2 separate regions of the Mus musculus genome follow, and region 1 is linked to region 2. The links are chromatin contacts, called in public HiChIP or PLAC-seq maps. All regions are on one chromosome and are shown on one strand. Each heading gives the region's core, a stretch centred on a gene start, on an enhancer-like site or on the middle of the called end of the contact. The rest is flanking DNA. Distances are from core to core; before and after follow the strand shown.

Region 1 (7,645 bases), core at 4,193-6,692, 550 kb after region 2:
GTAAGCCAAGGCCCAGAGAACATGGGCACTGCAGCCCCCAGATTTGAACCTAGCTGTCCCACCTCTGTGCGTGAGCCCCTGACTTCCCAGAGTCCACCTAGTGGCCCCCCACCTCCCACCCCCCGCTAGCTATGTCCCATTCGGCCTTGACTCAGGCTCACCGCTGCATGCCGGTGCCACACATGGTGATCTGACACGCCCCCAGGCGATAGCAGAGCTCGGAGGAGACGGGGATGAGACCAGCACCCAGGCTCCCAGCAGCACCCGCTTTGGGGTGCACGAAGGTCTTCATGAGGCGGTAGAGCTCATCCAGGGCATTGATGGGACGAATCAGCTGCAAGGGAGGTGACAGATGTCCATGAAGGCTGCAGCCTGAGACCTCCACTGGCCGCCACTGACATCCTTCTAATCCAGCTGTTACACAGCTGTCTTCCCAGCACCCTCAATCATGAGCAGCCCCCATGGCCCTGTGAGTTGCCATTTGCTATTTACTGTTACAGTTCTGACCTTCCAAACTGGCTCTGCCACTGCCAAGTGCAGCCCCACCTAAGCCTAAGCGGGTGACCTGTTTTCTCCTCTCTAAACCTGTCACAACTAGTTCAAGCGGCCACTCTCCAAGTGGCAAGTCCAAGGGCTTGACCAAAATGCCAAGACTTTCCTTATCCTGTCTCCCTCAACCGTGAACCATTATGATCTTCTGGTCTGTATCCAACAGACTACAGAATCCCCAAAGATAGCACCCACACTCCTCGGAGCTCACAGCCTCTGAGCCCCATGGCCAGTTCCTCACAACCTACTCCAAGTTCAAGGCCTGGGCCTGGGGAACTAGGAGACCCAGAGAGATGCTTTGTGGATGAGAGGCAGAGGGACAGAATCCACTTGAGGCCACCATGACAAAAAAGAACTAAGCCCCAGCTAGATCTCAGAGCATCCATCTCTCGCAAGCAGCTGGAAGGCTCTGTTTTGTCGCTTTCCTCAGGGGACCGGCAGGGCACTAAGCTGGTAAGAACAGACATGACACATGCTCTTAGCCAAAAGGCCAAGAAATGGCAACGCCTCTGGTTTTGATGGAGAAATTCTGATTTGTAAATGCCTGGCAGGAACCTGAAGCAAAAGGGATACCATGCAAAGCCACACCTAGTGTGGCAGTCACCACTCTGATCTTTAGGGGTCTCAGCTCAAGAAATGTGATCAAGAAAGTGTTCATCAGAAAGCCCCAAGCAACAGAGGCCAGCAAGAGCCTGTCACCCAGAAGAAACAGGCTGACGGGGGTTGCAGGGGGCCTCTGGGCCTGATTAGAGTAGACTCAGCCTGTAAGTGACCCCACCCGGCCCAAACTTCCAGAAGCAAGCATACCTGGTCAATCTTCACAGCTGTGGCGCCAGCATCCGTGGGCAGGTTGGACCGCTCCAGGTAGAACGCCCTGAAGGAGACAGATAAGGCTGAGGATTCTGCTACTACCCACACACTCACACACAGGCACACGCACACGCCCGGCCCTCCCCTGCCCCAGGTCCCAACCCCTACAGTTACGGCCCTGTATCCTCCCCAGACTCTCAGAAGCAAATCACTGAGTCACCTGCTCTTCCAGTGACCCTAGGGAAGCAAGAAGGGTTCTCTGGGCTTCACCACCACCTCTGCCTTCCTGCCCTGGACAACAGTGCCCTGCTCCTCCAGCCCCATTGCTGCTTTCTCTCCTCTAAACATTGAACAATTGGCACAAAATTGTTCTGGGTTTACCAGCCTGTGGTCTTTCTCACTCTCTAAATCCTTCTATATGGGGCCAACCAGAAAACACTGGCCCTTTTAACCAGGGAGTCCTTGTCTTCCATTGTACACAGAAGGGGGGGGGGGCCCACAAAGAATTCAGGAAGAAACTGTCTTGGCTGTGTGTGAATAAAACTTTATTTATATATAAGGGGTGAGCCAGAGTTGGAGGCCCAGTCTTGACAGAATAAGCATTCATGAAGAACAGGACTGCTTCCCGGGTCCCAGGGCAGTGCAGGGCCCACAGAAAGTCTCCATGAGCAAGTGGAATTAGCAGCTAATCAGACAGACGGGGACAGACAAAGGACAACAACTAAGTTGTAAATTGTGTGCCTAGTAAATGAATGGAAGCTTCGTTTTCCAATTCGCAAATGGTCAGAACAGACCTGAGAAGAGAGTGCCCCTCTCCATGGAAACCCAGGCCCATGGTCTCTCCCTCTTGGTATTGCAGGGAAAGCAATGAGACAGGACTTGAGAGAGGCTGTGTCTGGGAGCCTGGTCTAGGGATCTGGTAAAGGTGAGACTGTGGGTGTGTTGGCGGGTGCGGTCAGGGTGTGGCTGCAGGCAGGGCTGTAGGTAGCTGTAGTAGGAGTGTCAGACCTTAGCTGTTTTCCTGGGTCTAGCTGTTTTCCCTCTGGACAGCATTCTGTCCACTGCCCTCTGCACCTCTCTCTGGAAGTTCTCCTCAGAGCAGGATCCAGGGCTAGGAGTCCAAAGATCCCAGAAGCAACCCTCCCTGCTCAGTCCTTCTTTGCACAGGGAGGAATGGGCCAAAGAGACTTGAGTTCATCTGTCTGTGTAATCTGGTACAGGCTGTGTGGGCCTCAGCATACTCAGCTGTACAATGGGTCAGCAGCGGCCTCCATGCACACTGCTGTATGTGCTCCAGAGAGTGTCAGGCTTGCCCGTGGCTCTGAATGATGTGTCCACTCCCTGTAGGTTGCCACCCCCACCCCAGAGCCCTCATCCCGCCCTTACCCCCAGCCCACGGTAGCTACCTGAGCTTTCTATAGTACTGCTGCACCTTCTCCAGGGACTGTGCGTTGATCTCCTGCTGCAGCTCTTCTGCTGCCTGGTTTCCAGGGGGCGGGGGCCCTTCCACGCTCTCCAGTGCTGTGAGGGAAGGCACAGGAGGGTAGGTGCTGGGCCCTAGGGCGCTCAGTGGTCTTGCCTCTGCCCCTTTCCCTGCCAGGTCCCTCAGCCTGGCTGCTCACCTTTTGTGAAGAGCACCGTGTGCAGCCTGAGGCTGGCCCCACCCTCTAGGCGAGAGGGCAGCCTGGAGAAGTGGAAGCCATCGAGGTAGAAGACTACCTTCAGTGCCTGCCTACTGCCCTCGATGTGGTAGAAGACATTGGTGTCTGTGGAGGCAAAGCAGGGTGGCTCACTAAAGAGGCCAGAGTGGCACTCCAGAGGGAAAACCTTATACTTCCAGCCCTCCTGACCCACAGGGGTAGCCTCAGACTCTCCTCTTGTCTTCCCAGCCTCCAGGTGGCATGCTGGAATTTCTATGTTTGACATCTGAGGCTTCCCTGCCCTAATATCGCAGAGGGGCAGCGTCAAGCCCCTCCCCCTCCCCTCCCCTCCGTGCTTAGCTTTGAACCGCCCTATACAGCCTCCAGACTTGCCTGTGATGACCTCCCCTTTCACTGGCACCCACAGCCTCTGGCTCCCCACTGCTTTAGTCTTGGCCCTAACACTGTCCCTGCCCTGAGAGCTGGCCGTAGTGTCTTCAACCTCCCCGACCTTGTCCTGTGACTCTCTTGCCTGACAGCTCAGAGCAAAAGCTGTTTAAAAAAAAAAAAAAAAAAAAAAAAGCCAGGCTCTGTAGCTTATCAGCATCCATAAGGAAGAATTGTGGCCGACAAACATGACTCAGAGCCCACACCTTTTACCAGGCAGGCATCACTAATCAATCACTGCTTCCCCCTGAACCTTCACACAGGTAGCTGCTGTCAGCTGAAGACTTTGCCAAGTAATTTGTTGTAACAGCCAGAGAAGTAGCTGATACACCCCCCTCCTTTTTCTATGTGCTCCCCAAAGACTGACTCTGAGTCTCGGGTTGGGCCGTGAGGCTTGAAGCACTGGAGACTGGTCCACTTGGGCTGCTGGCCTGGCAGCGGAGGAGAGCCAGCGTGGCTCTGAGCAGCTCGACTCGGGGCAGGAAGGGAGGGCTTACTCACTGGCCACAGAATTCTCATCCAGCTGCTTAAAGGAGAAGGTGACATTGTCCAGCTCCGACAGCGTCACCCAGATGTCCTCCAGCATGGTCCGTTCCTCCTTCTGCGGGAAGAGGCGGTGGTAAGGGAGACTCAGATGCCACCCTGTCCTGGGCTGCCCTGGAGATGCCATGCTTTGCACCTACGGGGCTGGGAGGCCTGTGGGTGTCTTGGGTGTGGCTCTACAGGTGACATCATGGTTCATCCCACCACCTGCCCTGTACCCCATAGGGGTCAGAAGTCACTTCTGCTCTGCCTTGCTGTGTGGCCCCAGTAAAGCCACACCCGGTACCATCCAAAATGCAGCCAACTCCATGAGCATCTGCACTTCCTCTCTTAAGCCCCCTAGACCTGCTCTGTATCCCTTTCTCAAGGCCGTCCGCTCCTGGTCGTCTTACCCCATCCAGCAGCTACGACTGCCTGGACACAGTCTGCCTCCGTCCAGCCTCCCGGCCAACACCCAACTCTAGTTGCAGCTGTTCTCACCAGGACACCTCAGAGGGTTCTTTCTCCATTTAGTCCCCTAACCGCCTCTCTCCAAGGTTACACGCTTTCTTTTAAAACTTAGCCCAGATCACAGGAGTCCCCTGCCCTTCAGCTTCCGAGTCACTTTCTGCCTGCAGACCATCCCACTAACCTTGCTTTCCCTGCCTGTCCCCACTGGCCACACGGGCCTCTGCCCAGGGCCTCTGCCCGTGCTGTCCCTCTGCATACTTTTCCTCAGACCTTCCTATTGGCTGACAGATATCATAAATCAAAAGTCACCACCCAGAAAGTCTGGCTACTCCCCCCAGAGAGACTCCAAGGCCTTTGGGCTGTCTCCCCTGTCAGTCTACTTCTCTAGGAAATAAGCTGTAGACCCAGTGGCCAGCTCGGTGCTGGTGACATCAGTGAATGAGCTGGATCTGGTATTCCATCCTTAGAGGTTAGAGGGCTGCTGTGGAGTGGGGCCAGAGGCAGATCTCTGAAGACCGGCAGCAGTGCTCACCAGTGGCCAGCAGGGGGCGATCTAGGGCTGTGCTGCCCGTGGGCGGCCTGAGATAGCCTCTGGAACCACACATAATGGAACTGCTACTGGGTAACGAGCCAGCCCTCCTGCCCTCTACACTTGCACTAGATGCAAGTAATATTCTCTCCCCTCCCTGGATTCCTCAGCTGCCAGCCCAGACTGCCACGAGACACCCGCTTGCGGCTCAGAACCATGGGTCTTTTCTGTCTGTCTCTCTTCCCCAGGACACCACAGAGCACAGGGACTTTTGTTCATCCACGAACTCCAAAACCTAAAAGCAAATGCTCAGCAAATCACTGCCACATGAACCCCTGGGTAACTGGGAGCAGAGAGTAGCCACAGCACTCTCTCCCGTGCTGCCAATGACCTCAGCCGCTTACCACGGAGGCTGGTGCCAGCAGAGACTGCCAGTGCAGCAGGACACCTGTAGCCGCCACCTGCTCCAGCCACTTGCGGCTGGCATCTCTGCTGCTCTCTTCATACTCGCCGTTGTTGTTGTAGCGGTAGTCAAGGGCGGCCAGCAGCTGCTCCGAGAAAGTGCACACGGCGGCCACCAGAGCCTGACAGAAGACAGCATCCCTGCGCAGCTGCAGCTCCGTGTCTGTGGGGGGGGGGGGGGGGGCGCTCTGGGTAAGTGGTGCTGTGCGGACTGGCAGCATCTCCACCCTCAACACCCGAACCCTGGACCTGCCATGCCCACGGGGGCCTGTGGAGAACTCTGAAGGGGCAAATAGGTTGCCAAAAGCCAGTTGCAGAAAAATAAATTCTTCAAAAGAAGACAGATCTGCCCCAAGTCTCACTCTCCCACTGCCCAAGTGCCTGCTTCTTGGAGAATCGAATGTGTGGCTCTTCCCGAGGCGGACATACGCCCAAACCCTGCCCCACTGCCCTACAGTGAATCACGGGACCTCTCAGCCTTGGCCACACGAATCCTAGCAGTACTAAGCTGCATATTCAAGATGGGTCCCAGGAACACTTCCCCCTGCCTCACCTCCCCCAAGTCCTGCCCCAACTGGTCAAGCCAGGCAGTTGGTAATCTGTATAAAGAGTAGGCACATCCACACATGCACATATGCATACTCAAGTCTACATGTGCACATGCATGTGTGTGCATGGACACACATACTACACGCACACGCACACACATGAAGGTATCCTGCAGTTACATCCTCTATTATTTCCAGGCTCCGCTCTACTAGCTCAGAGCCCATGTTCCTCACCCTCCGTCTTCCACCAGTCCCCCTGCCAACACCCACCAGGCCTAACAGGTAGCACTAAACAGGGCTCATGTTCCCCAGGACCTGAGTCTAGTCCTCTGCCTGGCCCCAGAGGAAAAGGTGAGAAGTTCTCGGCGAGACTGGGAGAAAAGGCTGCCTCCCCAGTGCAGATGCTGAGGGCCCCATTGAGATGCTGTTGGCCAGCAGAGGGACATCACCCCAGCCTGTGGCCACAGCACCCACTGTGTCTCCCAGGGACCCCTTCACAGCCCCATTCCTACCTGTGCACTTGAGCAGAGCCAGAAGCAGCTGGTTCTTTCCATCTGAAAGGAGGGAGGAGAGAGGAGGAGGGGTGAGCAGAGATGGCAGAAGCGGGGCAAGCCAGTGCCTACAGCACCCGGGCTCTGGCCCCTCACAGATGCTTGAGCTGTGCTCAATGCATGCTGGGTAAGTTCCAGAGCCCCTGAACATCAGAGATGGAGCCCCTACCACCAGTGTTCCTGTATCCTCATCAGAGAGCTGTGTTGGGGGTAACCTCTTGCACATTGTGTAAAGGTGTGACTCTGTATATTGAACGGTTAATTCTGTACCCACAGAGAGCTATAGGTTTCCTATTTTGTAAATATTCACCTTCCTCGCTTGCTGATTGACTTAATAAAAAAACTGACAGCCAGTAGCTGGGCAGGAAAGGGAAGGCAGAACTTCAGCGAGAGGGAAGGTCTCTGGGAGAAAGAGACTTGAGAGATTCACCCCCGGGACATGGAGAGGAACAGAGGTGCCAGGGCCAAGAGAGAGGGACATAGTGCTAGACTAGTCAGGATAATTTACATGAGGTAGCTGATAGTCTGCCCTGCTATACTCCTAAGCTGTAATAAATATTCACAAATCTCTGTGCCATTTAACCACTGGCGGGTACGAGAAGTCCCGCTATACAGCTGAAAGCAGAAAAGAAGGGATTCTTGGTGGCAGTCAGGTCCCAGACTCATGTTAGTGACCTACTTCTGTTTAGGAACCAGGTGGCTTGGCCTGAGACAGTCACGCCTCTGTAACTCCTCCCTCCTCCAGCCCCCGGCCCCAGGGGCCTGACTCAGGTGCCCAAAGGCTCAAATAGGTAAACGACATATGTCGGGTAGACATGAGTACCTCATGTCCTCACACAAGTGTGGCCACAGGGCAGCTGGCCACTAAGGAATCAGGACTTTCTCATATCACTGACAACTCAGACAAGTGGCTCCAATCTGTGACAATCAATGACAAGTGGATGGGATCCAGTTTTAGAAGCAGAGATGGAAGGAAGCCAGAATTCAACCTCCTGACTACAAGAAGCCTCAGTAGAAATGGCCCCATTTCCATGGGTCCTCTAGCCCAGGGCCTCAGCAGGTCAGGACATTCACTAGGAAATGGCTTCACTGCTCTGTCCCCGCCCCCCAGACATG
Region 2 (7,479 bases), core at 2,244-4,743:
GTCTGGGTCACCTGATAGTGTGTCCCCAAAAGAGAAAAACCTCTCAGATGCCCCGAGACATCTCTTCTTCTGAGAGGGCACCAGGCATTTAATTACTGAAAAGGCCAAGTGTGAAAGGGCAAGATAAGGGAATGAACCTAGGGAGATAATAGCTCTGGTCTGGAACCTTGATTTGGATGCTACCATAGGGCCGGCCCCCCTTTTATATAAAAGCCATTCCTGGTCTCAGCGGCTGCTGGTGCAGAAGAGGTAGTTGTTAAGGATTGCCCCCTTATCTATATAGATAATATGTTTATATTGCTTTTCTTCTCTAAAATTAATTTTGCGGGGGTGGGGTGGGGGAGGGGGAGGGGCAGGGGTAGGCGGAGAGAGTGAGAGAGCGAGATCCAGTTACCAGGTGCCTCCTAGCCGCACTGCTGCTGGTGTGGGAGCTTGCGCCGAGACCCGGTCTTGCCTTTCCTGTCTGGCATCTATTATTGTCTAAGAAACCTTTACTTTAAAAATATTTCTTGTGTCCATTATTTATTTTTATGTATATGAGTGTTTTAACCTTACATATATGCTGGTGTACCACATGTGTGGCTGGTGTTCAAGAAGGTGGAAGATGTCAGAGCTCCTGGGACATGTGTGGGTGCTAGGCATTCAATTACAATGAATGATTCAGAAGGGTTTACAGATGGGTTTGGTGGTCACAGCTTTAACCTCAGTGCCTGGGAGGCAGAGGCCGGTGGATCTGAGTTCAGGGGAGCCAGAGCTACATAGTGGAACCCTTCATTAAAAAAGTGCTGGAGGGGTGGCTCAGCTGGTAAGGGCACCGACCGTGGATCCAAAGGATCCCAGCAAGTACTTGATGGCTCACGGCTGTATAGAACTGTCACTTTATTCCGGGCAGTGGTGGCATTTAATCCCAGCATTTAGGAGGCAGAGGCAGGCGGATTTCTGAGTTTGAGACCAGCCTGGTCTACAGAGTGAGTTCCAGGACAGCCAGGGCTATACAGAGAAACCCTGTCTAGAAAAACAAAACAAACAAAAAGCCAAGAGCTTATTTGATTTGTTGCTTGAAGTATTTGTTAAAGATGGCCTATCACGAAGGAGATTGAGATGCCTGTTATCCCCCTTGGTTTAGTGTTGATGGAGATTGGAGTTCCGTGTATGCTCTTTCTTGGATAGGAAGAACAGAGGCTTGGTGAGAAAGAAGAAGTTGAGTTATTGTACAAAGCCATGACTAATAGAGAAGCTGCCAATGAGCCTGTGTGACTTAAGCCCGAGCTCTTGCCTCTGTGCAGTATGTTATTTGAAGCACAGTGTGGAGTCTCAAGGGGTGGGAAATTTTTCACTTTTTGAAAATTTGTTATATATGTTTGTATGTTTTGCCTTTATGTTTGTCTGTGCACCACATATATACCTGGTACCCAGGCAGGCCAGAGAAAGTGTTGAAATTATAGATAGTTGTAAGCCAGTATATAGATGCTGGGGCTTAAACCTGGGTCCTCTGGAAGAGCAGCAGCCAGTGCTTTCATCCTCGAAGCCAGTGGTTCTCAATCTTCCTAATGCTGTAACCCTAATACAGTTCCTCTTGTTTGATGATCCCCAGCCATCAAATTATTTCATTGCTACAATCTAGAATTGGAGGCTCACCTGTGATCCAAATCTAGAGGCTGGGAGATACAAGTGTCTGACCTGGATCTTGGCATGGAGTTACTGAGGCATAGTGGCCATGAATTCCAGAAGATTAAGACAGGAAGATCTCCAAGTTCAAGGTCATCTGGGATTAAAGGAGTGGTAGCACACACCTTTAATCTGGGCTTTACCTTCTGCTGGAGACCTTCATAAGGACTTTGGAAGAAGGAATCTTGCCTTGTGGGACTGAGTAATTGCTAGATCCTTAGACTTCCATTCTCAGTGGCTGCTGACCATTGTTGGGGAGTTGGACTATAAGTCATCAACAAATTCCATTACTATATAGAGACTACCCATACGTTCTGTGACTCTAGAGAACCCTGACTAACATATACGTAACTAATTTTGCTACTGCTGTGATTGTAAGGTAAATATCTGATGTGACTCCAAAGGGGTGGAGACTCACAGGTTGAGAACTGCTGCTCTAAGCGATCCTTCTCGCCCCACAGAAATTTTTTGTTTGTTTGTTTTTTGAGACAGGGTTTCTTTGTATAACCCTGACTGTCCTGGAACTCACTTTGTAGATCAGGCTGTCCTCGAATTTAGAAATCCGCCTGCCTCTGGCTCCCAAGTGCTGGGATTAAAAAAGCGTGTGAGATTATAGGCCCGTTGGGAATTGACTTTAAAAACAAACAAAATACCTCTAGCCAGGATGGTGGAGTACTCATGAGGCAGAAACAGTCAGCTCTCTTTGAATTTCAGGTCCTGCTGATCTCCATAACTAGCTCAAAAAAAAAAAAAAAAGGAGTTAATTTTTTGAAATTGCGTGACATGTACAAAACCTTCAAAGATGTAAAGGAAAAAATGACTGTGATTTTAGTCTTTCACATGCAAGTTCTCACTATAGAGCCTAGGCTTGTGTCAGAGTCTCAGTTCTCTTAACTGAACCTTCCAGTGTGGGACTGCAGCCTCAGTGCTTGGCTTCAGACTGTCCAAGTAAGTGCCATGTATAAGTAGAACCTATAGAGAGAATTGAGATTATATTGTTTTATAATGTGCTGTGAACCTTTTTGACACTATACAGTATATCATGTTATGGGTAGAACTTAATTTTGTAACTTATTTTGGTAATATAGCATTGCTATCTTTTTTTTTTTTTTTTTTTGGTTTTTCGAGACAGGGTTTCTCTGCAGCCCTGGCTGTCCTGGAACTCACTCTGTAGACCAGGCTGGCCTGGAACTCAGAAATCCATTTGCCTACTGCCCTGCTCACATTGCTATCTTTTTTTTTCTTAGTGTAAAAATTCTTTTTGCTAGGTGTGGTAGCACATACTTTTAGTCCTAGCACTTTGAGGCAGAGGCTATGCAGATGACTGTGAACTTGAGGCCACTATGGTCTACATAGGCAGTTCCAGGCAGCCAGGGCTACATAGAAAGGTCCTGTCTCAAAAAATGACAACAAAACCCTGCATAGTTTCTCATTATGAGGCTCCAGTTGGCCTGCAGCCCTCCATGTATACCAGCTTGCACGTTGTGTGCACCTTCTTTCATGTCTGCCCTAGCAGTTTTGGGGGGGAAATTCCTTTCCCCACACAGTCATCTCATCAGTCAGTACTCATGGCTTTGCAAACTAATGGTAAATGGGGTGGGGTAGGAAAGAATGAACAAATAGATTATATACAGTAAAAATGGAAAAGTCGATAAGATCTTTGTATTTAGGCTGAAAAACATTAGCTGTTCTGGACACAGCTTTTCAGGAATGCTTTGGTAGCTCTGTGAGAAAATTGTGAAATTGTTCAGTATCTGGTGCTGAGGTTCTGCTGACTGTTGTGATAATAAAATGACTCCTCCCGGCTTTCAGGAAGCACTGCTGGAGGGAGCTGGGAACACAGCGTCATCAGAACACTAAGTGTAGCAAGCCGTGGTGTATGTAGACAGTCATGAGTGCACTCTGTGTCTGGGCTGAAATCTGCTTCCTTTGTGCTTCCTTCTTTAAGTGCATGCTGGAAGATAATGTCTTCCCACTCCAGTGTCCTGCCCCTGTGTGGCCCTTCTTTCTCTCCTTTAATGCAGCATATATCCCAGGGCTAGCATCCTACTGCCTGTTGTCCTGCCTCAGACTTCTCAGCCCTGAGATTACCACTGTGTTACCATTCCTGAACGAAAAACAGTAAAATGGTACTAATTGTATTGAAACATATTTTTCCAAAACAAAATGAATTCTTCCCATTTAGCAAATAAAAGATAGTTTTTGTTTTGTTTGTTTTGTTTTGTTGCCAGACCAGATAAATGGCTGTGAAGCTAATTTGTATTTTCTCTGAAAGAATAATCAGGAAGGTTGATGTAGAGACTTTTTAAAAGAAACTGTGACCCCTTGCTAGGCTGTGGGTGAGGGCGGAGGTTTTCTGCTTTAAAGATCCTTATGCTCTGGGTTGGGCCTTTTGCTGAGGATGAGGCACTTTTGTGGAAGCGTTGCCATGGTGACTGCCTTCCAAGAGCTGCCTCAAGGTCACTCATCACTCTCAGCACTGAGTACTCAGATTTTGTAGATCAAACAGCGTTAATTATTATGTCAACTTACTGGACCATTTCTAGAAAACCTAACCAGTACTTTGAATGTTGAAATTTAACCTGCCAGATTAGGAGGTTAGTGGCAAATCTATAAAGCTATAGATTATAATGCCCGATTTAAAAACAACAACTTAACTTGATTGCATTTAGAACGTCTGCCATACCTCCCTTGGTATTTATTCATTTACAAGTGTAATACAGAGTGCCTTAGTATTTATTCCTCTGGTAAATTGAGCTCTAAGTTGTAGTTTGTTTCATCTGATAATTAGATGATTGTCCCATGTTTTTCCAAAAGCAATTTCAGAGGCTTCTGTATCAGGGCATGTGCTCTTTTTGTCTCATGCTCCTGTTAATTTTTCTTCTCCTCGGTTTCTAAATTGTAATCTTTTCATTATGAACGTCATATGGTTTATAAAGCTGTTTCTTGGGGAAGGAAAACGTGGAGAGAAATGTCCCCTTACGTTGGTCTTTGCTGTGGGTTTTGTTCTGGGCAAGGAGGAATCAGCCTTGTGCTTCCGTTAGTGCTTGAAGGTGACTTTGAGATCAGAGCTGAGTGCTTCCTGTACAAAGGGAACAAATAGTAAATGCCGCTCACACACCTGACTGACTTCGGTTTTTTTTTAAGCTAATTACACTCTAACTGGTAGCTGTGCTTTCGGCATTAGACAGATTCCTTCTCACAGGGAGCTGACTCCTGTACAGTATCTAGTCAGATATTTTACACTGAGCTCTCTCTCGTGAGATCTGTAAATATTCCATGTAATACTCACCAGCTAGTAATTGTCTCCTTTCTCCTATTTCTGAAGCAGTGTGCTCTTAGACGATTATTTTGCTAATGGAAAAGCAGAGATGATTTAAATCCATGTCAGCTGTTAGGGCAGTGAGAGGGCTCAGTGGGTCAAGGAGCTTGCTGCCAAGCATGACTACCTGAGTTTGATCCCCATGACCTACATGACTCTTATGGGTTTGTCCTGGCCTCCATATGCATGCCTTCTAAATACATGAATAAATGAATGAATGAGTGAATGAATGAATGAAATTAAACCAAACCAAAACAATTGTGGTATGGCGTGATATGATCTACAAGAGAGGCTATTGGACATACCCTGATCCTTCTTGGTTTGGGAACCTGCTCAAGTAACTGCACTTCATTTCCCTATGAAGAATGCTGGTCCCCATGCCCACTGTGACTTTGCAGAGTCACTGGTTTGTATAGTAAAATTGGATTATCTTTGCTAAAGTCAATTTTAGTGGTGCACACTCAGAAAGTGGAGGCAGGCAATCTTTGTGTAATAGTAAGCTTACTTTGAGGCAAGTCTAGTATAGATGAAACCCTGCCATAAAACAATAAAAAAATTTAAAAAATACAGTTATACATTCCACAGCGCATTTGTGTATGTGTGTCTATCAATCAGGGTGGCCTTGAACTCATTATGTAGCTCAGGCCAGCCCCAAACTCAGGACAGTCATGGCTTAACTTCACAGAGAACAGTTATTACAGCCATGTTCCCATGCCTGGCTTTCTTACCTATATCCATGCATTGCATTTTAAAAAACTGCATTAGATCATTGTGTGATTATTCTCAGCATCTTTCCCAAAGGTTTCTATTTGTGTTTTGCATGTCTATATGTGCATCATGTGCATTGAGTGCCCTCAGAATCCAGTAGAGGATGTTAGGTCTCTGGCACTAGAGTTACAGATGGTTGAGGCACCTGTGCTGCTAGGAATCTTAGTCCTCCAAAGAGTGCCAGTGCTCTAAACTGCTGAGCCATCCCTCCAGCCCTTAACTAACTCACTCCTTCCTCCTAACTAACCAGTGAACTAACTTCCTTTCTTCCTAACTTTTAAGAAAAAATATAAAATTAATTTTTTTTTCGAGACAGGGTTTCTCTGTATAGCCCTGGCAGTCCTGGAACTCACTTTGTGGACCAGGCTGGCCTTGAACTCAGAAATCCACCTGCCTCTGCCTCCTGAGTGCTGGGATCAAAGGCGTGCACCACCACCGCCCGGCAAAATTAAATTTTTTATTCATCCTTTATTATGTATATGTCCATAGGGTATATGTGGAGGTCAGAGGATAACTTTTACAGTTGGTTCTGTTTCCATAATGGAGGGACCTAGATTTAACTCAGTTGCCAGGGTTGGTGACAAGTGCCTTTACTTACTGAGCCATCCCACATACCTGTAACTCAATTTTTGTTGGGGGGCAGTGTTGGGAAGGTAACTCAAGCTCTGGATTCTGTCCTCTGTGCGTACTGTGTGAACCCTGTAGCTGAGCCAGTGGGAAGGGTTCAGAGACAGCCACCAGGAAGGAAGTGATGAATACAAGGGGACTAAGTGAACAGTGGCTCAGGGAAGCACTGGCTTTAATCACAGCACTCCAGAAGCTGAGGCAGGAGCATAAGGCCAGCTCCTACATCCTGAGCTCCGGACTGCTGCTGCTCCGGGACAAGGCTACCTGTGAGGAAAGCAGATGGTGATCAGAGTTTCTTACAGTAGCTAGCTTCCTTTCTTTGCATTTTATTTTATGTGTATAGATATTTTACCTGTATGTATGTCTGCAGCATATGTGGTAGAACACACTGAGATCAGGAGAGGGCATAAGATCCCCTGGAACTGTACAGACAGTTGTGAGCTGCCATGTGGGTGCTGGAAATCAAGCCTGGGTCCTCTGGAAGAGCAGCCAGTGCTGAATGAGCCCCCTCTCCTGCCCCCAACTTAGTAACTTCTATCGACTGTTCTTACTTGTTTAAAATGTTATGACAGGACTTAGAGAATTGACTTTTTAAAAAAATATGAGTCGATATTGGCTCTAATTAGCTGCATAGCCAGACTGATTTAAAATCTGCTTAGAATACCCTTGTTGAGCTATGCCACGGAAGACAGATGGGATTTTAGCATATCTGAGAATGGCTTCGTCAGAATGCTTCATCAGCTACTAGAGCTGACATGAGAGTCTTTCCTAATAAGTTAATGAGTTACAACTATGGTTTTATAGTTTTGTAAACATTGTTATTGCCATATGATGGAAAGTTTTAAGTTTTAAATACACTCTTTTTCTTCCCAGTTTATGTCCCTATCAGTCCAGTAAAGCCCCACTGGTTTGCATTTTCCTCCGCATTTGGTATTGTCTTGTATCTTCAGTAGATCTATTCCGTGTACATTAGTATTTTATTATAGGAATTTGCAGTTACTAAGGCATTTGCATTTAGTATTTTTTCTTACATGTTTGTGTATGGCAGTCTGAAGACAGCTTAGGTCCTCCTGTGTGGCTCTAGGGGATCTGCC

What was found. HiChIP or PLAC-seq counts read pairs in DNA pulled down with a chosen protein or histone mark.
Region 1: a contact with region 2 is called in an H3K4me3 HiChIP or PLAC-seq map of embryonic basal ganglia, with 4 times the contacts expected there. The contact joins two enhancer-like sites. A contact is called at or near these places in 2 of 115 datasets of contacts at active chromatin or transcription factors (embryonic basal ganglia and embryonic stem cells) and 1 of 9 other capture datasets (embryonic stem cells).

Annotation. Positions count from the first base shown.
Region 1 is chr2:166,570,174-166,577,818 of GRCm38.p6, forward strand. Prex1 (phosphatidylinositol-3,4,5-trisphosphate-dependent Rac exchange factor 1) reads right to left here. Exons shown (of 40, transcript NM_177782.3): 31 at 6,491-6,532; 32 at 5,373-5,593; 33 at 3,948-4,047; 34 at 2,982-3,125; 35 at 2,766-2,880; 36 at 1,357-1,423; 37 at 162-334. Among named protein-coding and RNA genes, the nearest start is that of Gm29679, 9.5 kb to the left of the region's middle. Within about 2 kb of position 5,443, at least 22 of the 459 cell types and tissues checked have an H3K27ac peak or open chromatin away from gene starts, as enhancers often do. A contact at or near this core is called in embryonic basal ganglia, where this site is marked.
Region 2 is chr2:166,017,743-166,025,221 of GRCm38.p6, forward strand. All of the region lies in intron 1 of Ncoa3 (nuclear receptor coactivator 3), which reads left to right. Among named protein-coding and RNA genes, the nearest start is that of Ncoa3, 29 kb to the left of the region's middle. RefSeq lists an enhancer at 1,915-5,720. Within about 2 kb of position 3,494, at least 148 of the 459 cell types and tissues checked have an H3K27ac peak or open chromatin away from gene starts, as enhancers often do. A contact at or near this core is called in embryonic basal ganglia, where this site is marked.